Regions from separate parts of the Dromaius novaehollandiae genome. Here region 1 is linked to region 2. Evidence: chromatin contacts called from public Hi-C data. All regions are on one chromosome and are shown on one strand. Each heading gives the region's core, a stretch centred on a gene start, on an enhancer-like site or on the middle of the called end of the contact. The rest is flanking DNA. Distances are from core to core; before and after follow the strand shown. Region 1 has its middle 37 kb from the start of SEMA3A. Region 2 overlaps SEMA3D (semaphorin 3D).

Evidence for each region. A called contact is a pair of places that touch in the nucleus more often than the background predicts.
Region 1: a Hi-C map of liver shows a contact between it and region 2, with 18 times the contacts expected there. The contact joins two enhancer-like sites. A contact is called at or near these places in 2 of 4 Hi-C or Micro-C datasets (brain and liver).

Annotation. Positions count from the first base shown.
Region 1 is chr1:6,078,039-6,083,111 of bDroNov1.hap1, reverse strand. No RefSeq gene overlaps it. Among named protein-coding and RNA genes, the nearest start is that of SEMA3A, 37 kb to the left of the region's middle. Within about 2 kb of position 2,186, at least 1 of the 2 cell types and tissues checked has open chromatin away from gene starts, as enhancers often do.
Region 2 is chr1:5,909,669-5,914,862 of bDroNov1.hap1, reverse strand. SEMA3D (semaphorin 3D) reads right to left here. Exons shown (of 18, transcript XM_064504907.1): 18 at 1-892. The coding sequence ends at 479. Among named protein-coding and RNA genes, the nearest start is that of SEMA3D, 140 kb to the right of the region's middle. Within about 2 kb of position 2,047, at least 2 of the 2 cell types and tissues checked have open chromatin away from gene starts, as enhancers often do.

The DNA.
Region 1 (5,073 bases), core at 937-3,436, 170 kb before region 2:
AATAACTAAAACTACTGGGAGTTTTAACTAAAGCACGAAGGGGAAAAAAGGGGAAGGAAGGTCTATATTTTGGGTTGGTACTTCAATATTTCATTATGCCTCCCCATTGCAGTTTGACTTCTTTTCATAAAAGATCAAAGTGAATTCCATATAAACAATTCCTTACTCCCTACATCTATAGATTTTTGCTTTGGTTCTACTTTTTATTAAGAAAAAAGTAGTACTAAAAAAAAAATACCTAGATCAACTACCCAAAACGTATAACTGATAGTATGCTTGGAGGAAGAGTGAATTGTCACCATGTCTTGTCAAGGTCAAGAGCCACCTAATAAGCTACATACGTGTATTCTATTTAAGGGTTTGTATTGACTGTGCTTGTTAAAGCACACAGAGATACAGATGTGAAGTCCATTGTAAGAGACATTTCACATTAAAGTGTGACCATAAATCCCCAAGGAGAGAAGAAGAAGAGAAAAAAAGAATTTTAGACCTTGTTGAATCACAAAGTTATTGATAAAACAATCAAATGCAATAGCACCTGATCTAACAAAAAGAAAGCTTCAACTTTAAGGAAGTGAAGGGACTTTTTTTTTTTTTTTTTTTTTTTTTTTAATTAAGAAGCCTACAGAGCCTATCTCCTGGTTAATGAGGAACTGAAAAATGTTTTTAGAAGAAAGGCTAAGTCTGCCTGGACCTCCTAAAAGACTTCAAAGAAGACAGCCCATGAGAGCTAATGTTCTGCAAGAAGAGGTGCAGTCTGATGAAGTCTCTTCAATGGAGAAATTATCTCCAAAGGCTGTAGTGTGAAGTATATGGTATGTATAAGGAATGAAACACTGGCAACCCCTTGTCATGAAAGAAGAGCAAATTAGCTCAATATGGGAAAGAGAAAGACAGAAAAAGCATTGTGATTTGAACTTAGTATAAGATTAAAGTAATTTAAATGTACTTTTTCTTGCACTCCTTCACCTCTATCATTTTCACCTCTGTCTTTTTGTAACTGTGTTATCTATTTTGGCTCTTATGAGGAAATTCTTCTATTCACACTTTCCTTTCATCTAGTTGAATTAAGTGTGATTTTTCAGTGACTGGATAATAATAAAGCATTAATTCTCCATGCAAGGTTGTGAAAAATCTTTATACTGGGGCACTGGGACCCCCTAACAAGTACTCCATCTTCCAGCACAGCCTTCAGATTATCTACAGGGTAGTGGACCGCGTTCCTTTTCCATCTCCATTTCAGCGGCATGGGCCAGATGGGGAGCTAACCATAGAAACCTCAAAGCAAAAACATCTCCCCATAACTACTAGAGATTAGGAAGGGTGTCTGGCATGAAGACGACATTGTGCTGCATCTTTGAGCCTCAGCAATCTATAGACAGTTGATTTGTTTCTTTGGTAAATAGGCTTTCTCTCCATTGTTTTTTAAAATTTGATTACTAGCATTATATCCAAAGAAGACTTGGGATTGTATTATGACTGAAACCATAAACTATGCTGTGTTTGCATAACTCCTAAATATACATATATATGCACACATATATTTCAAATTTGTCCTGATTTAATCTGCATTCACCTTTTTCACTATGTGTTATTTTGTAAAAGCTCTGCAGTAACTGAGCAGCTCTCTTGCCTAACAGAAATTAAAGCAGAAATTAAAGTCATAGTGCAAGAATGTATTGTATTGTATGCCCCGGGAGTGAAAAATCCACCAAGAAAGCCACAGTTAATTTAACAGAGCTCATAATATATACTCATTTCTTAGCCGTGGGGACTTGACTTTAAACTGTCTGAAGGTCAAGCATACAGTGCCTGTTACAGAATCCTTCAAGAACATGAGCCACATCCCACATCTGCCACTCTTCACTTAGAACAATTCAGCACAGTTAGGAGCCTCCCCCTAAAAGAAGCTAAAGATAAAGTAAACATGGCAAATGAATTACCCTTCTCCCTCTGGAGAGGTCACGTTCGAGGTTCACTGCTGATGCAAGATGGTGAAGCTTGCACCAGTGCCCACCTGCTAGGGATTAAACAGAGAGCTACAGTCTCCAGTGCAATCAATGCCTGTTCTTTAATGGGCTCTAAATTCATCACCGGAAGCTCTGACAAGCCCATAATCCATTCATTAATGTGTGTTAATATGTGCCCTGTGGAGCTGTCCTAACTTAAAAACAAAAGGCAAGGCATTCACATGTGTTATTTGGAGTGGGATGGAACAGAGAACCCTTAGCGCCATGGAGAGAGAAACGATTGCAGAAAGGGTTTTATTGCGCTTCTCTCAGCATGATGTTTAGAAAATAAAGATCCAGCACATGCTGCAATAATAAAGCAGTTGCTTCTTGGCCAGATCCAGACAGTGCTGTGCAATTGTTCCCTTGACTTATTTCAAATGGATAGGCACATTTTCTCTTGTGTATCACACAGGTGTGCCTGGTTGAAAGATGTTGCAAAGAACAAGCTCTGATCCTCTGTACTTATGGTAATTTGCAAAGGCAAGACATGAAGAAGGTAAAGAACCAGAAAGTTAATGATAAGAATTTACCTCTCTCTCTTTTCAGCCTCACTAGCCAAGAAAATTGACCCAATTATGTACATGCAAAAGGATAGCAGGTGTCTCACTCCACAAGAGACACAAAAATGTTGATGAAGACATCTAAAATTCCTTCACCAGTATGTGAAATCCCTACTTAATCCTGGCAACTTGGACTGTGGCTTAAAGACATGGTCAAATGCTAATTAAAATGATTGAAATTATGAGGACCCTGAAAGAAACCTGCATAGACATAGAGCTGAAAATGAGTGAAATGAGAAATGGATACCAGGACACAGCTCAAATCTGATTGTCATTTTTCTCTAGATCTGGGGAATCTATAAGCTTGCTATTATAGTTTAATAAGGTTGTAATGGTTTGCCTGTGTTTTAATTAAACTCAGCATTTACTGAAGTAGATAGCAATATAAGCAAGTAAAAAACTGTATATACTTACAGGTAATTAGCTATAATTAAATTATATAAAAAAACACAGAAACTTCTTGTTTCTCCATGTAATGGTGACTGCTTTCCTCACATTAAAAAAAAAAAAAAAAAAGAAAAAATTCATTAATATTAGTTTCACTACAGGTTATAAAAGGGATGGAGTTCAAGAGGAAGATCTGCTGAGAAATAACAAATCTTACATCATTTAGGTATCTTCTTCTGCCAATTCTGAATATCATCACCCAAAATAAAACATCACTTTTCATGAAGACTTCCCTCATTTTTAACAGAATTAGTCAGCAAATAATATCAAGAGAAACAGATTAATGATGTCCTTGGAAAAAGCACAAAAGTCTTTTTTTTTTGGGGGGGGGGGATACAAAATTAAGGGAGAAGTGCCAGCTGAAAATGTCATTTATGCTCTTAGTTTCCTACCCTATAACTGAACTTTAATTTATTCCAGCAATTAGCCTCTTACTTTGTGGGGGACAAAACTGCACTGATGTCTATAAAATTTCATGGAAAAGACTTTTGAAAGCCTAAAAAATCATTTTGACAGCTATCCAGCATAGTGTTTAGCTTTTAAAGGAGTCAAAGAAGAACTAGCTCCTCTCAAAGGTCACAATTGTTCTATTTCCAGCTCATCAATTTCCTTTATGACTATGGCTGGTTGAGACAATTTTTCAGGAAAACAAAGAAATCAAAGTGAAGGAAAAAGCTGGCTGTGATTTGAAAGAGGATTTAAACTAGAACCTACTAAATAAAACACACGCAGCAGGCAGTTCAGGTAAGAAATCAATTGAATCATGGTCACCTTCTCTCTCACCATTGACTATCGAGGGAGCCTAGAACAAACAGTGTCCTGAACTGGATGGCTCATCTACATCCCTAACAGCATGAGGGACTTTGGGGACTCGTGGAAACCAGGAATCTAGCAAAAGCAATGAACAATCTCTCTTATTTTCACTGTCTTGGCCTACACATCTAGACACCCTATAATAATGAGTGAAGTATCACCTGTGTTTTCCTACAGTGTTTCCACTGTAAAGAGAAAAGTTCAGGAACACTATAGTACTGCATTTTTATTGCAGCCCCGAAGAATTACCTTAACAAAGTCAATTCTTGCTTTGCTTCACCTCTTTTTGATATCTCTGTCTCAAATTAACTGTAAAGAGTAGCTGTGATGTAGACGGCTCTCCAGTACCCACTGTGTTGAAGACAGATGCGGAGAAATCATTTATCTTCCCTTCAATCTTCTGCTTTTTGACTGGCTTCTCTGTACTCTGGAGGCCCAGCAGGCACTGCTCCACTGTGCACTATCTCTGAGCTGTCAGAACAATTTCCTTGTCTTTATTTCCTCAGGTTTTTCTTCATTTTTCCTCTTGGACTTCTTAATTGTCCTTTATACCTTACCTTTTAGATCTTACGTTCCTCCATGTTAGCACCATTACTTTCCAGTATTTAAACTGGGCTATGTAATCTCTCACTCTTGCCCTTATAATTTTGATATTTAATTCTTTTGAGTTTCCTTTCAGTTCATTCATATACAATTATTCTGAGATATGTAATGATTTCATGTCTTCTCTGAGCAGCTTCCATTTTGATTCTCTGGATTTTCATTTCCTGAATTTTGCCTTACTTATTTTTTAAAAATAAGCTTTTTTGGAATTTTGGTATCATAAACTTGACTGATCGCATGCTTTTGTAGTGCAAGTCAGTATTGACTATATTTATGGTCCCTGTTTTTAATAGGTTAATCCATCTTATAATATATTGAACAAAAGTTGGTATCTCGCTCAAGTTTAAATCAAGATTAATTTTCCTCAGGCATTCAGAGTGAACTGTTCAACCAAAACCGTAGACTAGCATTCCAACAATGTTCTTTTCTTATTTTGTAATTAATCAAAACACGGATTATGCTTATGAATGATTAATTTAGAATATAAAGATGACCCAACTTCAGACAAGCCATGAAGTGTAAGAATCAAGCCTTGATCTCTCTTGCTATCAAAAAGGACAGTGAGAGAGTTAATCTCTGGGGCAGGTATGGCCCAAATTATTTAAAGCTTTGATGACCAAAATCAGCACCTGGTATCA
Region 2 (5,194 bases), core at 798-3,297:
AGGGCATTTTGCAGATCTGTCACACATTTCTACAGTGCTTCTTGTTCAGAAAGATGCCAAAGAACTACAAATACATCTGTCCTCCTCTGAAACATAGCCACCTCTGGGGTGGAACATGGCAGCAAGTATTAACATGGGAACACGGACACTAAATCCTATGTGAAAATTATGTAAGAAGAAGTACAGAACACAACTCATGTAGCCTCAGGCTATCCAGAAATTAGCTAAAGTGTACATCTTTTGTTCTTAATGAATGCATTTGAAATTATTGCCTGGTGTGTGGTACTCCAATAAGGAACATCTCATTTGGTACTGTATCCCGTGATCTGTACAATCTTGTACAGATTAATAGTGATGGTGAGTTATCTGATTTCAGTAAGAAGCAATATTAACTCATACGCAAGATGCACAAAACCATAACACAGTATTTTTTCTTCTTTTCATGGAAAATGTCCTTTCTTTAAATAGAATTTCCAGACTATGTAGATGGTGGCCGGGCAGGCTCATGGTGCCTTCGGTTTCGCTTTTTCTTCATCTCCTGCACGTGCTTCCACTTGGCCCCACCTTTGTTCCGCTGCCGCCGCTTCTCGCGGTGCCACATCTGTTCACAGTACTCGTCCAGGCTGAAGCTGGGGCTGCTGACCAGCTGGATGTAATCCTTGTACCTCAGCCGTGACTCGGTGAGCAAATCCCTCACCCGGCCCTCCTCGTCCTCAGTCTTCTGCGTGCTTTCCATCTGTCCGTTCTCAATGATGTTTAAATTCAGCTTCACAATGGTGTGGATGAAGGTGTGCTCCTGGGCTTTGCAGTAATAGGCTCCCGCATCCCTCCTTTGCAAGCTGCGGATCAGCAGCCCGTGCTCTGTTTTAATGATCCTTTCGTCAGCCTTTAGCTGCATGGTCAAAGAAGAACACAACACATTAATTTCACTGGGAAAAGCAGAAAGTGTGTCACTGCCATGTTGAGCTGGAGGAAAGGCACAGCCGGCACACGGCACATTCTGCCCCTCGGTTGCCAGCACGGATGGTGTATGTGAACCTCAGGCAGACACCGTGCGATCCCTCCTGTTTTGGAGTGCTGCTCCTAATTATAGCATCTCTATCAGTAACATTTCAGCATGCATTGGCAAAAGATACAAGCTGCAGAGCTGAAAGGACACCACCACTCAGCAGACCAAAACACAGAAAGCTAGACTACATTCTCCATGGCAGGGTAGGCTTTCAGTGCCCACAAATCCCAATCATTTTTTAACTCATGAAGCAGAGGCTGTTTTTCTTGAGCTATTTGTACTGCACCCAATATATTCAGGTCCTTGTATATATCTGATACGTTGAGGCGCTACTACATTTCCAATAACTCCCCCTCCCCCTCCTCCTCCTACTGATTTTTTAAAGTCACTTGTTCTGATTCTGCTTCAACTGGGCTTTGTAAAAGTGAGTGGATGATGGCTTTGACTCACTGGGACATGATTAAAAACACTCAGTAAGACTAGAAGACTACAACCCAACACAGCTCTTCAATTCTTTCTTTTTCACAGACCTTAAAGCCAAAACAATGAACTTACGGGAAAAAATAAAAGTAAATGTATAGGAAAGAATGTACGGGCAAAGAAAAAAATGAGATTTCAAGTGAGGGCTGAGATCTGTCAATGTGGAACCACACTTCGGTTTACAAATGGAAATACTTCTGAAAATATATCACAATATCTCGTTAAAAATAAGGTGCATCTTAGAGCAATAATACTGTCAGGCAAATTACATATCTCGAGATCTGAAAATGATTTACGATATAACCTAACTCCCACAAAACAACCAGGATGGAGCACCAGGCACCCAAATACTTCTGCAGCTGGAGAACACAGAAAGTAAGTGATTTGCCAACATCCATACAAAGATTAATAGCAGAGGTGGAAGTAGAAATGAGAGCCTTAACTGCCAGTGTCTTCTTCTAACACCAGTCTTTGCTTTGAAAATGATCCTGTTCTAGCTGAAAGCTGTCACCTTGGGGCGTGCTATGTTCTGCTGCCACGCAGAGGCTGCAGCGCCGAACAGCACTGAACGGACCTGGAGTGCAGCTTGATTAGCCCACATTAAAGCCAGTACTTTAAATACAGCACCAGCACTGCTGGTGGTATTGTTATAATGTACAAAAACTTCAGCACAAGGCGGAGGGCTCAGTTTAAACAGGGGGAGGGAGCAGAGAAACTCAGCGCAGATTCTGGAAAATTTCCCAGGGTGCACATCTGACCCTCCAGCCAACTTCAGAGGAGGAAGATCAGGGAGGCATAAAGATGACTAAATTAGATTTATTCACAGTGGGTAAGCTACACACTGCTTCTTTATGTAAAAAATCTGCACATGATTCCCTCTCCTACTCCATGAGAAAAGATGTGTGTGTGTGTGTGTGTGTGTGTGTGTGTAGTGTATATATGAGATAAGATTCTATGGTAACTATTTTGTAATTGCTAAATAATTTTAGAGACCATTTCTAGATCACTAGAGAAAGCAATACACACATGGATATATAAATAATACATGCAGAGAGGGGGGCGTTTGGCTTCCTACTGCATCTACTGTAACAGTCTTGAGTAATGTATAAATAGACAGATAGACAGACAGACAGATCCATTCCTATGTACTACCATTGATCTGACTGTATCAGAGATGAAAAATCAACTAATCAGAGATGAAAAATGAACTACTATGAAAGCCTGTGTTAGGACACTGCTCTGGCAGCCTGGTTCTGTGGCCAAGCATTTGGTTCCTGCCGCCAGTTGACAGCATGGGGTTGCCCCTCAGCTTTAGTTTCCTTAATTGTAAACTGTATATAACCATGCCTACTGGCACCGGCAGCATGAAATCTTGCTAATTTCAGCAAATTCCTGGAAAATGGATTATCTTCTGACAACAGGTGCTACGTGAGCACAAGCTAGTTTTGATTTACTACACTGAGTTTAAACCAGAGAACTCATGGTCAATACGCAAGCACTCACACAGACGATAGCAGGCGGACAGAATAGAAAAGTTCACTTTTCCATCTCCAGAAGCTACAGCATAGGGCTGTAGTTCTCAATTTTAACAGCTAGTGACACTTCATTCAAAGTAAAACTCTCTGTTCCTTTCTTATGGCTGCAGCAAATATAGGAGCACAAAAGGTGTTAATGAATCCAAAGATGAGTAGCTGTAGGGAGAAATGTCTAGGATAGGTGTTTCCTTGTGGTGCTGTACTCCACAAAGAGAAGGGAGAGCAGGGCCAGGTGGAAACGCTCAGGTGGGAGCTTTGGTTGTCACCACATGACAGGGAAACCCTTTCCTTCTGCCCAGACTTCCCGCTAATGATGGTGAATCCTACACATCAACATGTGGGGAACTTGGGGAAAAGAAGGATGTGAAGGAGCAGCGGATTCCCAAACATTTGGGTTTCATAAAGCGCTACCAAAGACCCAGTTCCTACAATGTCTGAGTGAAACCAGGACCAATCTCTCCGAGCTAAGGGCTCGATGCAGTTGCACCGGTAGCATCTGTCCGTCCGTGGCTCTGCCAGTATTGTAGTCTAGAGCGGCTCGACAGCTGCGCACCTCCCACACTTGGACGCCCTCCAGCTGGCTGCCGCGGTTGGCTATGTGCTGCTGCAAAGAGCCCCCACTAGCGCTTCGCCTATTTACCAGTGAAAGGATGGAAGAATAATGGGAGATCTACAACAGAAAAGACCACTGGACCCCCAACTCCAGCACCCTGTGACTTGTAACTATTTACCATTGTGCCTTCACTTTCTAGTCTTCAACGTGTTAAGTAACGGAGCTGCCCCTGCTCCGCCTCAGGATACCCCAGAGAAAGCTAACAGACGCTAAATTAGTTGTGTCCCTTAATCCCAGCCCATCATGACTCCTATTTTTAATGAAGCAGCGCTCTTACAGAATGTCCTGTGCTAACCTTGGGTATTGATTTACGGTGACTGTCACCTCCTTCTTCTATGTGGCTTCATTGTTCATTCCTTTCTTATCCTCTGGCAGGATGAAATTATGGCTCCGATTTCACACGTATTGAGCAACACTTCATTATTGTTTCCCCTCCTCACTTCTCTCTTTGGTATCCTGTTTATGTTTTTTTACCCACAGGTTCAGAACTCTTCCTGCCTTTCCTCTTTACTTGTTCCCCCACAGGGCTCTGGAGTTTCATAAACACCTGGCATTTCATTACTTGGTAGCAGATCTTTAACCTTTCACTTGAATACTTAATGTGTTCTTTGGTTCCTGAGCTATAGATGTAAAACATATTTTATTAAATTTGGGGGATAGTGAAAAGCCTAGTTAGGTAAAAGACATCATTTCATCTTTGTCATTTCATTTTTTTTTCAATATGTCATAATCAGTTACTCTCTTGTTTTATAACTTTTAAACTGTTTATAAACAGATTTAACAATTCAGAAGCACAAAAGCTTTAATTCACAAAAGCATGCTGAGTTGTGCTTAAATTTGAGCATACAGTAAATATTAAACATCAGAGAAATGGTTTTGTGCAAGAGGGAACAAATTGAGAACCACAAAAATGAAGCAATTGATTACCATTAACTTTCTTTTCACAGCAGACTGAGATCAGATTTTGACAATATTTTATCAGCAAATGGTATTTTTTAATCACTGTAGTAGGGACTTAAAGTTTGCCTAAGATACATTACATAAAACATGGGGCATACCAAAGATACCGGCAACATTTGACAAAGAAAAAAGGCTTCTATGTAGATCAAATACTTGATTTTCACAACCGGATTTTAACAATGGAGGAAGAATAGGCATTGCCAGAAAGGATGGCAAATCTTTAAACAATCAGTAGGTTGGAAAACAACCAGTGATTTGAAAGTGCTGTGGCACCAGGTTAGGTCAATGCCTTTTGTCCTTTGCTAATGATGTGTTTAGATAGCTCCCTCTTTACAAATAATTCACATGTCAACTCTTTCACAGTTAAAACACTGCACCTGTCTGGGAGAAGAAAGTGGCTTCAAAGCCTGCCCTCCCTCATTAATCAACATGTGAAAAAATGCTAGAGGTAAAGCTGGGCTAATCAAGGGTTAGCTGCAACCCCTGAACAAATTAAGAGCGGGAGAAAGGAAAATGGGGAACATTTGCTGAGAATTCACATTCATCTTTGTTTGTCCATCATCATTGTCTTCATCCCCATCATTTGACTGAAAATAA